2 separate regions of the Triticum aestivum genome follow, and region 2 is linked to region 1. The links are chromatin contacts, called in public Hi-C maps. All regions are on one chromosome and are shown on one strand. The core of a region is the stretch at or near the end of the contact, and the rest is flanking DNA. Distances in the headings are between cores, read along the strand shown.

Region 1 (6,666 bases), core at 955-3,454:
GAAATTTGATGACAATAATTTTATAAGTTTGCCCATCAAACTGACCGCGGTGTCTAAGAATACCTCTTTCTAGAAAAATAAGAGGTAAATACATCACAGGTGCTTGAATTTGCCATAAATGTGCACTTTAATGCCTGAACTTGCAAAATACATTGAATTGGTTCCATAACTTGACATGGACGTGCATATACGGTTCAAATCTTGTTTTTATACGTCCATGATGCCAACAAGCACTCTAGGATGTAAGGGTCTAAGGGACAAGGCGTATGGCCTCGGTTTTTTTGCCAAAACCTCCTAGAATAAATTTTTTCTTACAAATAGGCCCTCAAAAAGAAAATAAATTGATCCGGGGTTTGAACCACACGCGCAGGTGTGCGTGCCTAGCCAATCTACCCGTTCAAATTTCGTGTCAGGAAAGGATTCATACACTTTATAAACATAAAGCTGAACAATGTAAATTAAAAATATTATTCCAGCAATATAGTGCCTTTGCTTTGAACCTGCAACCAGGGGCTATATAGCGGCCGCACGTACCACTACAACTGACGACGTCGAATGGTAAAATGATAAATTTAGGTTTATAATATAACGAGCTCGTGTGAGTAAAATGGACCACAGTGTGGATCAAGTTTCTACGGGTTTGTTCTTTTTCATTTCATTTTAAAAAATACGTTAATTATTATCGCATTACAAACAATATACATATATGTAAAACAAATTATGTTAAAAAGTTCATATAATTTCATGAAATACATATGCAGAAATTTAATCGAAATGCACATAATAAAATTATGAATTAGAATAAAACTTATAATTTGAAAAGATGCTTTTATTTCAAAAAATCAATGTTCTAAATAGCAGGCTATGGCATATAGCGGCGACCCTTAAAAACAGCTATAGCAGCAAATTATACATGAAATCATTTAGCGGCAACATGTTCAAACAGCTATAGCGGAACTATAGCGAGGCTATAGCCGGCTATTTAAAAGTATGAAAAATATTAAAGTAATTTTGAAATGTTCATATATTTAAATAAATTTGCATATAATTTTAATTTTTTGCATTTTTTAGTAAACTATTTATGTAGTATATCAATGTGTTCATGCTTTAACAAAAAATTGTGTTGTTTTAAAAAGTTTATATAGTATATGTTTTAAAAAGTTTATATAGTATATAAGTTTGTGTGTTTTCTAGAAAAATTACAAGCCTAGTGTGCCATTAGACTGCGGACCCTCACATGAATAATACTTGAATCATATAAACATTTTACTCATTCATAAATATTTTCAATTTAATGAATATGTTTAAAAATAACACGTGAATTATTTTTAACTAAAACGACTTGACTAAAAATCTATATCTATATTTATATCAATATAAAAAGACCTAATGAGGTAGATCCAACAGATCCCATTAGCGTTAATCCGACAGTCCTTATTGTCCTAATGGTCAGCAACCAAATATGTTTAGCGCTAAACACGTTTACTGCTAATCAATTCTTTCTTTCCCCGACCCCTTCCTTACAAATCCTTTCACACGAAAGGAAAATGCCACAGCGAACCGTGCGATCCCCTTCCTTACGTACCTTTTCACACGAAACGAAACTCCCACAGCGAACCGTCGTGTGATCCCCTTCCTTACGTAACCTTTCGCACGAAAAGAAACTGTCACAGCAAACCGCCCCACAGCGCCGCCCCATCACCTCGCTTCAGTGACGCACGCCGCCCCCATCGTCTCGACCCGCAACAGCTTCAAGGACACCGCCCCTCACATCTCCGTGCCGCCTCTACCCATCGCCTTTGCATGGCCTCGGCCATAGCGACGCTGCCGCAACTTCAAGGACACGGTTGTCGGGGACGCCGTCTAGACCGCTTGGCTGCCCGGCGAGGGTGCGTCGGAGGCGCTACCTGGACCGCCCATCGCCGTCGGACCTAAGATCAGGTACTTTTCTAAACAAAAATCAGGTATATCTTTAAATCGGATTAAGATTACACGTGCGTTGCATGAGCGCATTTAACAACAAGCGGCAGCAGCGTAGCACCGACGCCACGTGGAGGCGAACCTGTCGCGGTGTCGCCGAACAGGACCGCAGTGACGAGGCAGGGGCCACCAGGCGGCACACGTACACCGCCTACGTGTCGCCCGTCCCGGCGCAAAGCGGCACGTGTCACCAGCAACCCGCCTTCAATCCACTACGACCAGCACAGCACAGCACCGCCCCACCCCCGACCCGCCTGTCCGTTCCCCTCCTCCCTCTCCCATGGACGACCTCTCGCCGGGCCTGGGGCTGGCCGAATCCGACGCGGCGGCGGACGGCAAGATGGCCAACGGCGAGGCCTCCGACGACGCCCGCGCCGTCGAGGTCTCCGGCGGCGTCTCCGAGGACACCCTCCCCGCGGTTCTCCGCGGCTTCGTGGACGGCGTCTGGCCGCCGCCCGGCGACGGCGGGGATCCGCTGCTGCGGCGCCTCCGCGCGGCGACCTGCGAGGCCGCGCCGCGGCTGCGGGACGCCTCCAGGAACTCGGCCCGCGACCTGCTCGCCTGGACCAAGCAGGGCAGCGGCCTCCGCGCCATCCTTGTCATCTCGGTGAGCCTGCCCCTGCGCGCCCCATGCTTTCCTTTTCCGATCCGTCCCAGACACTGTTTAACACCGTAGCAACTGATGCACTCGAGGTCCTAGAAATGTTATGTAATCTAGGGAAAATGTGCCAAAAATTTGTTGGATGCAGTATTAGAGAATGGATTAACCGTCATGTGAAATCCATCTATCAGCGCTCATATGAAATTCATCAATCTGTGTCAGTACCACCAATTTGTACTTGGTCGTTCTTGAAAACATGGTAGATTTATATATCGATATGGTGTGTAAGCCCATCAATGTTGTATGTAGGAATCATTTTAGGTATGGAATATACCGTCTGTTTGTCTACTTGATATGCCATAATCCCATCGATGTTGGATCATATTTATGGTCAGAATAGAATACTAAACCCGCACAGATAATTAATCACCTTTTCATCCGTTGCAGGTCGGAACAATCACGATGATATCACTGACTGGCCTGCTGATTTTCATGTCCTTCCTGCTGGTCGCGACCGCTAATGCCATTATTGTTTCAGTTCTTATGTCCTTGGCAGCCGCTGGAGGATTCCTGGCCTTGTTTTTTGCTTGCTTGGTTGCAGTGTATGTCGGAGCAGTATCAATTGCCATATTCGTCATCTCTGCCACTGTTATCTCTGCAATTGTTGGAGTCATGATTGCTACTGGTATGCCATCTCTCTGTCGCTTTGTTTATATATCCTGGAGACAAAATAACAAATAATTTACTCGAGGTTTAAATGATTGTATTGTTGTATGCAACTTCTAGGGGCATAATGATCATTAGTTAGGCATCAATTTAAGTGTTTTAATAGTTTTCCTCCAAATACCTACTTGGTGCATCACCATTATGAAGAGTATATCTAGGACTAGCCAAAAATTCCTTATACTGGTGATGTTCTCAACCATCTTGTCATCACAAAACCAATGAGCTAAGTATTGAAAGTACTCTTCTTCTTTAGTTAATTTAGATAGTGTTAGTGCATTGGATAACTTTGCGGCTGGACTGTTTCTGTTCATACTTCTGCCTGTGTAATTAGATCGGAATCCAGCTTGCATGGCCTACTAATAGAGCCATAAATTGCCTATGCTCTTGCCTTAGTGTCCAAGCCATTTGCATTGAAATTGCATTTCTTTTATTAAGAGGAACATATAATCTTTGTAAAGCAATTCATGATAGCAGGATTTATTTAATCCACTTCATGTAACTTCTAAAGTGACTTATAAATGAGGAAGCATGATTATTTCTTTACATTGTGGTATGTGATTTTTAGTGAATTATTAATTCAGACTGTTGTGTTCTTGAGTGCCGTGTTCTCCAGTTACTAGCTTTCTTGCACATGTGATGCTCCTTTACTCATTTTCGCAACATATGATGCGTTATCTGAGTTGGCACCGAGTAGATGATTGAAAGAATGTTACAATGTTGACCAAAAGAATAGCTCCGTTCATACTTGCTAATGATTATTAACTTCCCCTAATAGGCACTAAACTGTGCCATTGAGTAGCTCCTTCCATCCTTGCTGATGATCATAATTTTCCCCAATTGCCACTAAAGTGTGCCATTGAGTAGACAAAGGAGGGAAGGAGATGAGATTGTGGAGAGATGTAGAGGAGTGAGGTATTACCATGAAGACAAATAAAACGTAACTAAGAACTATTAGGAAACTTCCACCGTTTTTACAGCCATTCATCAGATGCGATTTGATGGGTGGTTATGGTAAAGAGTTATTTCCATAAAAAAAAGTGATAAGTGTCCCGACACAACCTGTACTTTTATTGGGTATGTAGATAAAAAATACTTACCGTTGCAGCCGGATTATGCCCATTTTATACTCTTGCCCGTGAATTTAGATCAGAAACAGGGACTCTGTTCTTGCATGTTTGCTCTCCAATTTAGTACTGGTTATTACTTTACCTATTTGCCTTCTCAACTTTCCAGTGGACTCATTGGCATTAACCTGTATTCCTGCAATTAAGATGAACTGGATTTTATGTACTAACAACATTAGCTCTGTAACAGTAATTTAAGATAGCAAGTTGTTGTTAGTTAACTTATGTACTTTCGGAGCCTAACTGTTGACAGAGGAAGCAGAAAGAAGTTTTTATGCTAGTTAAGTTTTGTTGTAACAGACACCGTTTGGTCTTAGACTTGTTTTTGTCTAGCTAACCAGGGGTATCATGTAGAAGCATCTTGGCTAGTCCTTGAAACGTAGGGGTGATTTACAAGCTTTAGCTGTTCAAATCAACTTCTCCATGCCATGGAACTTTATGAAAGGGGAGACGTGGTTGGCCAATCATGTGGAATGCAGTGTCAGTTTTAGGCAGAGATGCGGTCGGCTGGTCCGTGTGGAATATATTGTTAGTTTTAAGGCAGGGATGTGATCGGCCAGTCCTTTGGAATATGTTCCCGAATTATTGTTCCTTTATTGATGCTTCATATCTGGAAAAGTTAGCATAGAATGGTCATGTTGATTCCACAGGAATAATATCTCTAATGCAACTTTCACGTCCGAAGTTTTTTTTTTACCAATATCACCTGCGCTAACGTGATAAAATCTCGTGCAGGTTGGATCGGATTCTTTTGGATGATTTGGTTTGCCGCAAGGAAGAGCCTGGACCTTACCAAGCACTCAATCGGCATGACGACCTCTGCTATGCAGTCGTATTCAGCTTCTCGGAGTGTGGGGCAGAAGTCCATAGACTGACTAAGATAGCAGCAAGTGGTTTAGCTACACAGCGCTGTCTGTTATCGCGTGATGTTTCCGCCTCGCTGCCCTGCTGTTGTTGTGTTATATATGCTGCCTAAAGCGTGTCGTATGCGAGTCACCGCTTGTCGAGTATGTTATTTCGAGTAGAGGACATGAATCCGTGTATAGTTATCCCGGTCTAGTGTAAGGTATCCTCGCGTCCCTGAACTTTCGGCATCCTGTGTTGTATGCTCGTAGTAACGAATAAGGCAATAATGCCGGCGAGTGCGGGCTAGGTTGTGGTGTTGTGCTGTAAATGGAGGTGTCCTCCGTGGCTATGTTGAGGCATAGAGTGATAAAAAAAGACAGTAGCTGTCAATTTCATTTCAGTGGTAACATGAACATAGTGAGCAGTAGCCATAGCGTTCGCCCCTCGCCGCTTTGTCACTGGAGTTGTTCCATACAGTCGGAAGAAACAGATGTATATACACAGGTAGACCCACAGGTCTATCAGCAAGGTGGTCTTGGTGGTGAGATCGTGTTAGCGGTCGCGGCCGACGAGGGAGAGGAGGAAGGTGCGGTAGTTGCCGGAGGTCTCGGAGTGGATGGCGTCGGCGAGCGAGCGCTTGTACTTCTTGTGGTACTCGGCCTTGATGTACTGCATGTCCACCTCCGCCCTGGTGACCACCACCCGTATCAGCGTCGTGTCGCTGGTGCCCAGCCCCTTCATCGCCTTGTGCAGCGCCTTGGCGAAGTACCTCGCCGGGCTCTCGGCGCACCGGAGGATCGTCAGCAGCCCCAACTCGAAAGTCCCCGACGTCTCGCTCTTCACGGCCTGTGCAAGCAATAGATGATGCCCTTTTTATTACTCCCTCCGATTCAAAATAAGTGTCGCAGTCTCAAATCGGTTGGAACCGGAGCGTTACTTTCTAGGCCTGATTGTACGTGGAAAATGAAGGAAGCTGGAAGATGTAGGGGGCTGGAGAAAAGAAGCATTACCTTTTCCAAAGAGCGCGCGTACAGGTGGTGGTAGGCGCCGGCGACGGCGGCGAGGTGCGCCCAGCTGCGCTCGGTGAAGACGCGGATGAAGGCGCGCTCGTCGGTGCCCAGCCGCCTCTCGCCGGCGCGGTACAGCTCCCTTGCGTCGCGCGCCGCCGCCGCCGGGTCCACCTCCGGGCCCTCGTACCGCGGGATCCCCAGGTACGCCAGCAGAAGCTGCATCCAGCCATCATCAACAGCCGATATAATGGTAGATTCTGACATGTACAGAGAGAAAGAAAAAAAATCGTGACGTGGATGGGAACGATCGAAGACGTACCTTCTGGTGGTCGCCGTAGGTGCGCTCGGTGATGTCCTGCTCGAGGTAGCAGCCGAAGCG
Region 2 (6,521 bases), core at 158-2,657, 270 kb after region 1:
GAATGCGGGTCAGATGATTCGGGGGAGAATGGGAGGTGTAGATTCAAGGCCGAGCCAGGGACAACGCGGCAGCGGTGTCGCCAGTGGAGGGGATTCTGAGGTTGACGGGTTGGAATGAGGGGGAGGGGGGCTGCCAGCGAGAAGGTGTCTGTGTGTGTGTGTGTGTGTGGGGGGGGGGGGGGGGGGGATGGCCATTCAATATTGTAAGATATAGGCCTCTGTTGGTTTACAAGAATTTTGTAGGAAAAAATTCCTTTGGAGCCTTTTGGTTTGTAGGAATTGGATTCCTAGCTATTCTAGGGTAGGAACCAATCCTTTCACATTTCAGGCCTCCTTTGGTTCATGGGATAGGATTATCATAAGAATAGGAAACTTGTAGGAAATGGGATGACATGTATCTCGAATCCTATAAGTAGATTAGGAAAAGAGATGTCATTTGATTCACATCATAGGAATTTTTTCATCGAGTCTAGGTTTATGTTTATTTTTTTTTGAAATGTGGAGGATAGAAACTAATCCTACATAGGAATAGGAATCCGTTCCTATGAACCAAAGGCCTCTAAAGGAAAAAGTTCCTACGAGAATCCTATCCTAGAATTCCAGTGAGATTCTTGCAAACCAAAGAATGCCCCAAAGAAAAAGGAAAAAAACATTAGCCCAGACTCGATGGAAAAAATCCTATTGTATGCAAATGATATCTCTTTTCATATAGTAATTGAGATAGATGTCATCTCACTCCCTATGATTTTCTTATTCCTATGATATTCATATATCCTACGAACTAAAGGATGCCATGTGGATTGATTGATATTTTATATATTTAAAAAGAAAAAACTTGAGACATATCGTGGACCAAACTACCAAATCATGTACTAGTATCATATTGACTAGTATCCATAACTCCATGTCAATAATCTGAAAATAGTCTTGTAAAAACGATCAATCAAAAAATCTCAACTGAGAAGAGTACACAGCACAGTCACACACCAGCCCGTGATCCAGGAAGCAAGAGGCGCCCACTCCTCGCCGGCGAGCTTGGCGCTCCAGTAGTAGAGCCCGCCGGAGGTCGGGTACGCCGAGCAGATCTCCGCCATGGACAGCGCCACGCAGCCGTTGAAGAAGGCCACCACCAGCCAGCCGAGGGTCATGGACGCCGGCCCGCCGTACCTCAGCCCGGCGTTGTACGTGGTGGTGACGCCGGCCATCACGCAGATGATGGAGAAGGAGAAGGCGAAGTTGGAGACCACGCCGAGGCCGCGCTTGAGCTCCTGCCTGTAGCCGAGCTGGCGCAGCCGGGCTCGGTCCGCGTCGTCGTCGCCGGCTCCGGCGGCCACGCCCGCCGCGCCGGAGCGTTGCGCGGCCATCGACTGTGCCCACCTCCTCTGCGTCCTTGTGTCGTCTGCCGTTTACCGTGGAGCTTTTGGCATATGGTTATTGGTGTAGGGTGCCGGAGTCGACAAGAATCCGCCGTTGGACCATTCAGGGCGTGATTCGACATTGTCGACGAAGGGGAAGCAGTTTATTATGTTTGCCATTGGCGCGTAGCGCAGCTGCACAGGGGGTAAACAATGGGCGTTGGATGCAGACAGTTTGACTGTATTTCTGACATGATGATAGATAGGGAGTGGGTCGGACGGACTAGATAGCAAAAGGCGGGTGCGCTCGACGGCGGTGGTGTTCCACCCGGTGACGGCGCCGAGGACGGTGGCATTCGACGTCGGGGACAGCACCGGCCGTGAGGTTGATGGCGCCGAGGTCGTATTCCGCCGGTGTTGTCTTGGTTCATGAGAAGTTCAGAGATTCAGGCCGCGCGCTCTGCTCTCTGTTCTTGAGAAATCCCCCAGTTTATTTGCCACGGCGTCGTCTTACATTCGTTCCCGTGCTGGATTCCCGCAGATTGCAAGCCGTGGAGATCAAAGGCAAACGTGTTGAAACCTGTCTCGAAACTGAATATTGCAACGAAAAACAGAGTGAAGAGCACTTGGCTCAAGATAAAAAGCTGTAGAATGGCCATCTCTGGAAGCTGAAAAGAACTACTGTAGACTGCAACTTTTTCAACAGCTTTATTTTAACCGCAGACGTTTTTGCACAGCCAGCAGCTCAAAAGAATTGAAAGAAAGATAATCACTCTGTTCTCAATGAAGAACAAACAATCCATACATACATGAATTTTAGAAGAAAAAAAACTGATGTAAGGGGCCTCGGCCCCCAATTTCATTTCTCATGAAACTGATAAAACGTCCATCATATCACCCCAAAGTTCTCAGGGTTTACATATCACATAACTGCAGCGTAAGGAAACTCGGCATTCCCTGCCACTGAGGAAACTACAACTACCACATCGACCGATCATCACATCGTATCTCGTAAATTAAGATGATGAATCTTGCATTGCAACAACTCACACCGAATATCTATCCAGCATACATATGCTTTGTGTGTACCTATCTGTAATGACAATAAACATACAGATTGTCCTGAGATGAGATGCCTCCTACCTATGTGCAAACAATGTGTTTCAGTTTTCTTCCGCTGAAAATCCTCCCCCTCCTGTAGCTCGCCACGCAAGTAAAATTTGCTTGTTCCACTGGTACCCAGTCCACCATAGACAGGACTTGCTTGGTGGCAACAAGCAAGGCCGATTTATGCTGGCTGAATGGATGCGTTATCAAAGGGCGCGGGCCAGTAATCAACCAAGAAGCTGCCTGAGGCCATCCATAACCTGCTCCCTCTTTGCAGGATCCATCTGTACAATCAATCAAATGTATGTATCAGGGAGATGAACTTAGGGACAGAAAGAATTTAATTAGGAAAACTATACAAGAACAAAGAAAAGAAGAAGCAAAAGAAACTTATTAGGAAATGTATACAAGAACAAACAAATACTAATAAGCAAAAGAAACTTACTTTGCTGAGGAGGAGCGAGAGACCGTTGGGCAAGGCCTTGGCGTCCGAGGTTTCAGCGAGATGCGACAGCAGTGTAGACGCTCTCTCGGCTTTCAGCTCCTCAAGATACTTGCCATACTTGTCAGGATCATCTTTCCAGGTGAAGAAGGCTTCATCATCGCCCCACTTCTCGCCGTCTCCTCCTTGAGAGGCCAGGTACCATTTCCTGATGCACTCCAAGGCTGATCTGTGAGTGGGCATCTGCTGCTCGCCGGCGGCTTCTCTGACTTGTTTGGCGAGCGAGTCCTCGGCAAGCCTCCTTCGCAGTCTCCTGTAGAAGAAGGCCCGGGACTCCTCCCAGTCCACCACCTTACTGATCACGCCTTTGGCAGCCATTCTTGCGGAGGTGTCGTGCAACTCAGCAAACCGGGTGGCAACCTGAGTATATATGGGCATCAGCTGCTTCCTCCGAGCAGCCATGCTCCTCCTGATGGTCTCCGCCGCCGCCGCCGTTTCCCAAGGGCTAGGGCTAGCACTAGTTTCTTTGAGGAGTTTAGCATTGAGGCTGATCAACTCAGGGTCCAGCCTTAGCATACTCTCTTCCAATTCATTTGGCTTGAATTTGATCTCAATGAGTCCTGGTGCCTCAAGGACATTCCCTCTCGCAGTCCTCTCGGCATACATCTCAATGTGCTCCGGATTGATCTTGCTGTCCACCACAACCCATGCACCTCCACGCAGCTCTCCAGCCTTTGGTATGTACACAAAAGCAGGCTGCTTGTACGTCCTCAGATTCTCAACAATCATAGAACCAGCCTGAAGGATTCCTTCAAACAGATCCCTTTGCCCACCAGAAAAGCCTCTCCAGTTAGCAAGTATGAACAACGGGAGCTCTTCACGGTTGAAATCCAGCAGTGCCTGGGCCGTTTTTGCGGCCGAATCTGGGAACCACACCTGTCCCGCTTGAGGGACTACACGCTCGGCAGAATCAAGCTGACCAGGGTCAGCAGGGATTACTTGCATCACTGTCTCGGTTTCCACAGCTATGATACCAACTGGAATCCCACCCAGCTTTGCCCTTCCAGTAATAACAGTTTTGGCCCATCCTTCTAATGTTTCCACAAAGCTTTCTCTGTCAAACATACCATCCAACCACTTGCCTCCTTGAGTGTCCTGAATGCCACAGATGGCGGCACGGGCATCACATGAATTCTCAGGGAAATATGTTACAGGTCTCTCTGGTGGATCAAGAGATTTCACAATAGGAAGAGGGCCGCCAACATAGGGAGGAACATAGCTGAGCCATTTCAAGATAGCAGAAACACCTTCAAGATCATCTGACACAGTGAGATGGACAACTCCATTTGTAGCCATGATTTTGGGGCCGCCAAGTTGCATCTGAGAGCTATAAACCTCGCGCCCCAGGAGCTTGTTCAGTGCAGAATACCCAGTCAAAATAATTGGTTGATCAAGACGTTGTATACACCGCATTCCTAACCGAGCAAGATAGGCCCCAATTCCAATAGCTCGCCCAGTCACAAATGTCAGAGTAAAGGTCTCTCTGTATGCCTTAGAGTAGGCACTGGCAATGGCACCACTTCCATGTAGATTCTCACAACCAAGTCCGTCCTCTTTCCCAACAATGGTATCAACAACCCATCTGGTTTCTCCGCTTTCCGGTACTTTTAGCTCATGGGCTATAACTGAAGAGCTTAGACGTGAATAATCTTGTTCAGTGAGGTAAATGTAGTGAAAACCACGTTCAGGGCTCTGGTCATCAGACCATCCAACATGGAAGCACGCCTTTATTTCCTCTGCTACACCAAGCCTAGCACCAGCAGTTGCTGACAAGTAAATTAGAGGAATTTTCCTCTCACAAGCAAGATTGGTGACAGCGTCAAAGAATGCATCTTCTCTAGGACCAAAAGACCCAGCTTTAAATGTCACATCATTTGCAACAACTATAATCTCCCGGCCGCCTGGAAATTCTGGTGTGGACAGCTTCATGTTCCAAGCAACAACACCAAAATTGTTGCTACCTGGAGGACGCTCAACTGGAACCAAAGGAGTACCCCATGATCCAGTTGAATCAGCAAATATAAGCTCTGTCACTTCAGCATACCGCTGGTTATGCTCATTAGATTCTGCAACATGTGAAATACCAGATTCCCATGACTTCTTCAATGCTGTTTCAAATGCCTGCGGACAGAGTATTATTACCAATCTCAGTTGATCTGGTCAATCATGTTAACCAATTGTAGAGAAAAAAAGAAAGAGATGCAGCCAACTCACCAATGGGAAATCATAGCAGTATGTGGTTTCATTTTTCCTAGCAGCGGCACGTTTCAGGTCAATAGCATCCAAAGGTTTGTATGGCTCATGCAATGCAATGCCATGCAAAGGACCAGCTGTGGGTGTGGCAGAGCGGTAGAAAAGCTGATGTGTATTGGGGTCCTCCACTTCTCGGTAAATCTGAAAGTCAAAAGAATTCAAGCATAAGAGCAATAAAGAGAAAATGGTACCTACTACTTAGAAGTCCTTTTAAGTAGTGTTTAATAGAACCTCTAAAAGCAACAGTTTGGAGATTACCCATTTACATTCATAATGGGAGTGATGAGCATTTTCTATTCACCAACTAGATAAGCTAACAAAATCATATTCGATGGTCTGTGGGGCTTTATCCATCAAAGGTAATATTTGCGGAACTGTAGATGATAATGCTCGCATAGATGTGCAATAGCTAAGGTAACTTACATCAACAGTGCAGGTATGCCCAGTTACACTGGTAACAACAACTCTCCAAGCACCATTAGCCTGCCCATCACAATCCAACCATAGCTTCACTTCCCACTGGCACACGGAAAGGCGATGCATCCTGACACCAACATGCTCATATATATTCATAACCATATGCTTCAATAATGTGCATGCTGTCTTCTCATCTTGACCAACTTCATTCGTCATCCTAACATAATGAGAAGCAAAAACCAAGTGAACATCTATGAACACATTTAATGCAATATATTTTGTGGAGAACATAAATAAATTTTGGCTGACCTTGAAGATGGAATTAGATCAAACAACCGCTGTTCTCTCATTATGCACAGATACATGTGGGAGTGGCCTGACATCCCAGTCTCACTGTGAGCACGCAACTCTATTTCTTCTAGCGCTGCCATCAATGATCTGAGTATGCTGTTAGATGTGAATGATGATGAGGCTTGAACTTCATTATCAATACTTCCAAACAAAAACCCATTGGTCACACTTGGCTGTCTGACTATGGTACGAAGAAACATCCTTTGGTCATTTGATCTCGGATCTTTCTTGTTCTTTACTAGTGTGTACATGTGCCACTGGCGATCACGTGATGGGGTGTATTTCGCGTCATTGTAACCTTCTAAATTCACTTTGTCCTGTATTTACAGATAAACTGTTAGAGGTAATGGTATTATTGAAAGGAACATAAGCCAAAATAAAAGCTGCATACCAATTCAAGGAAGGTGGACAAAGGAGGTTCCACATGGCGGAGCATCGGGTCCTCCTCATAATATAACTTGTCAGACGACCATTTGAAGGAGTGGCGCATTGGTGAACGCCCTTCATCTCTTTGGATAATGCAGCTGACAACCCTA

The links. A called contact is a pair of places that touch in the nucleus more often than the background predicts.
Region 2: a Hi-C map of leaf shows a contact between it and region 1, with 4 times the contacts expected there. The contact joins the promoter of LOC123072436 here to the promoter of LOC123072433 in region 1. A contact is called at or near these places in 2 of 5 Hi-C or Micro-C datasets (both in leaf).

Annotation. Positions count from the first base shown.
Region 1 is chr3B:788,051,288-788,057,953 of IWGSC CS RefSeq v2.1, forward strand. It overlaps LOC123072433, which reads left to right and starts at 2,205. Exons shown (of 3, transcript XM_044495983.1): 1 at 2,205-2,587; 2 at 3,029-3,266; 3 at 5,167-5,677. The coding sequence starts at 2,261. The coding sequence ends at 5,306. It overlaps LOC123072432 (annexin D5), which reads right to left. Exons shown (of 5, transcript XM_044495982.1): 3 at 6,607-6,666; 4 at 6,288-6,503; 5 at 5,642-6,123. The coding sequence ends at 5,830.
Region 2 is chr3B:788,317,745-788,324,265 of IWGSC CS RefSeq v2.1, forward strand. LOC123072436 (amino-acid permease BAT1 homolog) reads right to left here and starts at 1,408. Exons shown (of 7, transcript XM_044495986.1): 1 at 988-1,408. The coding sequence starts at 1,364. It overlaps LOC542885 (acetyl-CoA carboxylase 1), which reads right to left. Exons shown (of 30, transcript XM_044495985.1): 25 at 6,377-6,521; 26 at 5,944-6,302; 27 at 5,641-5,851; 28 at 5,179-5,358; 29 at 2,908-5,085; 30 at 2,188-2,746. The coding sequence ends at 2,690.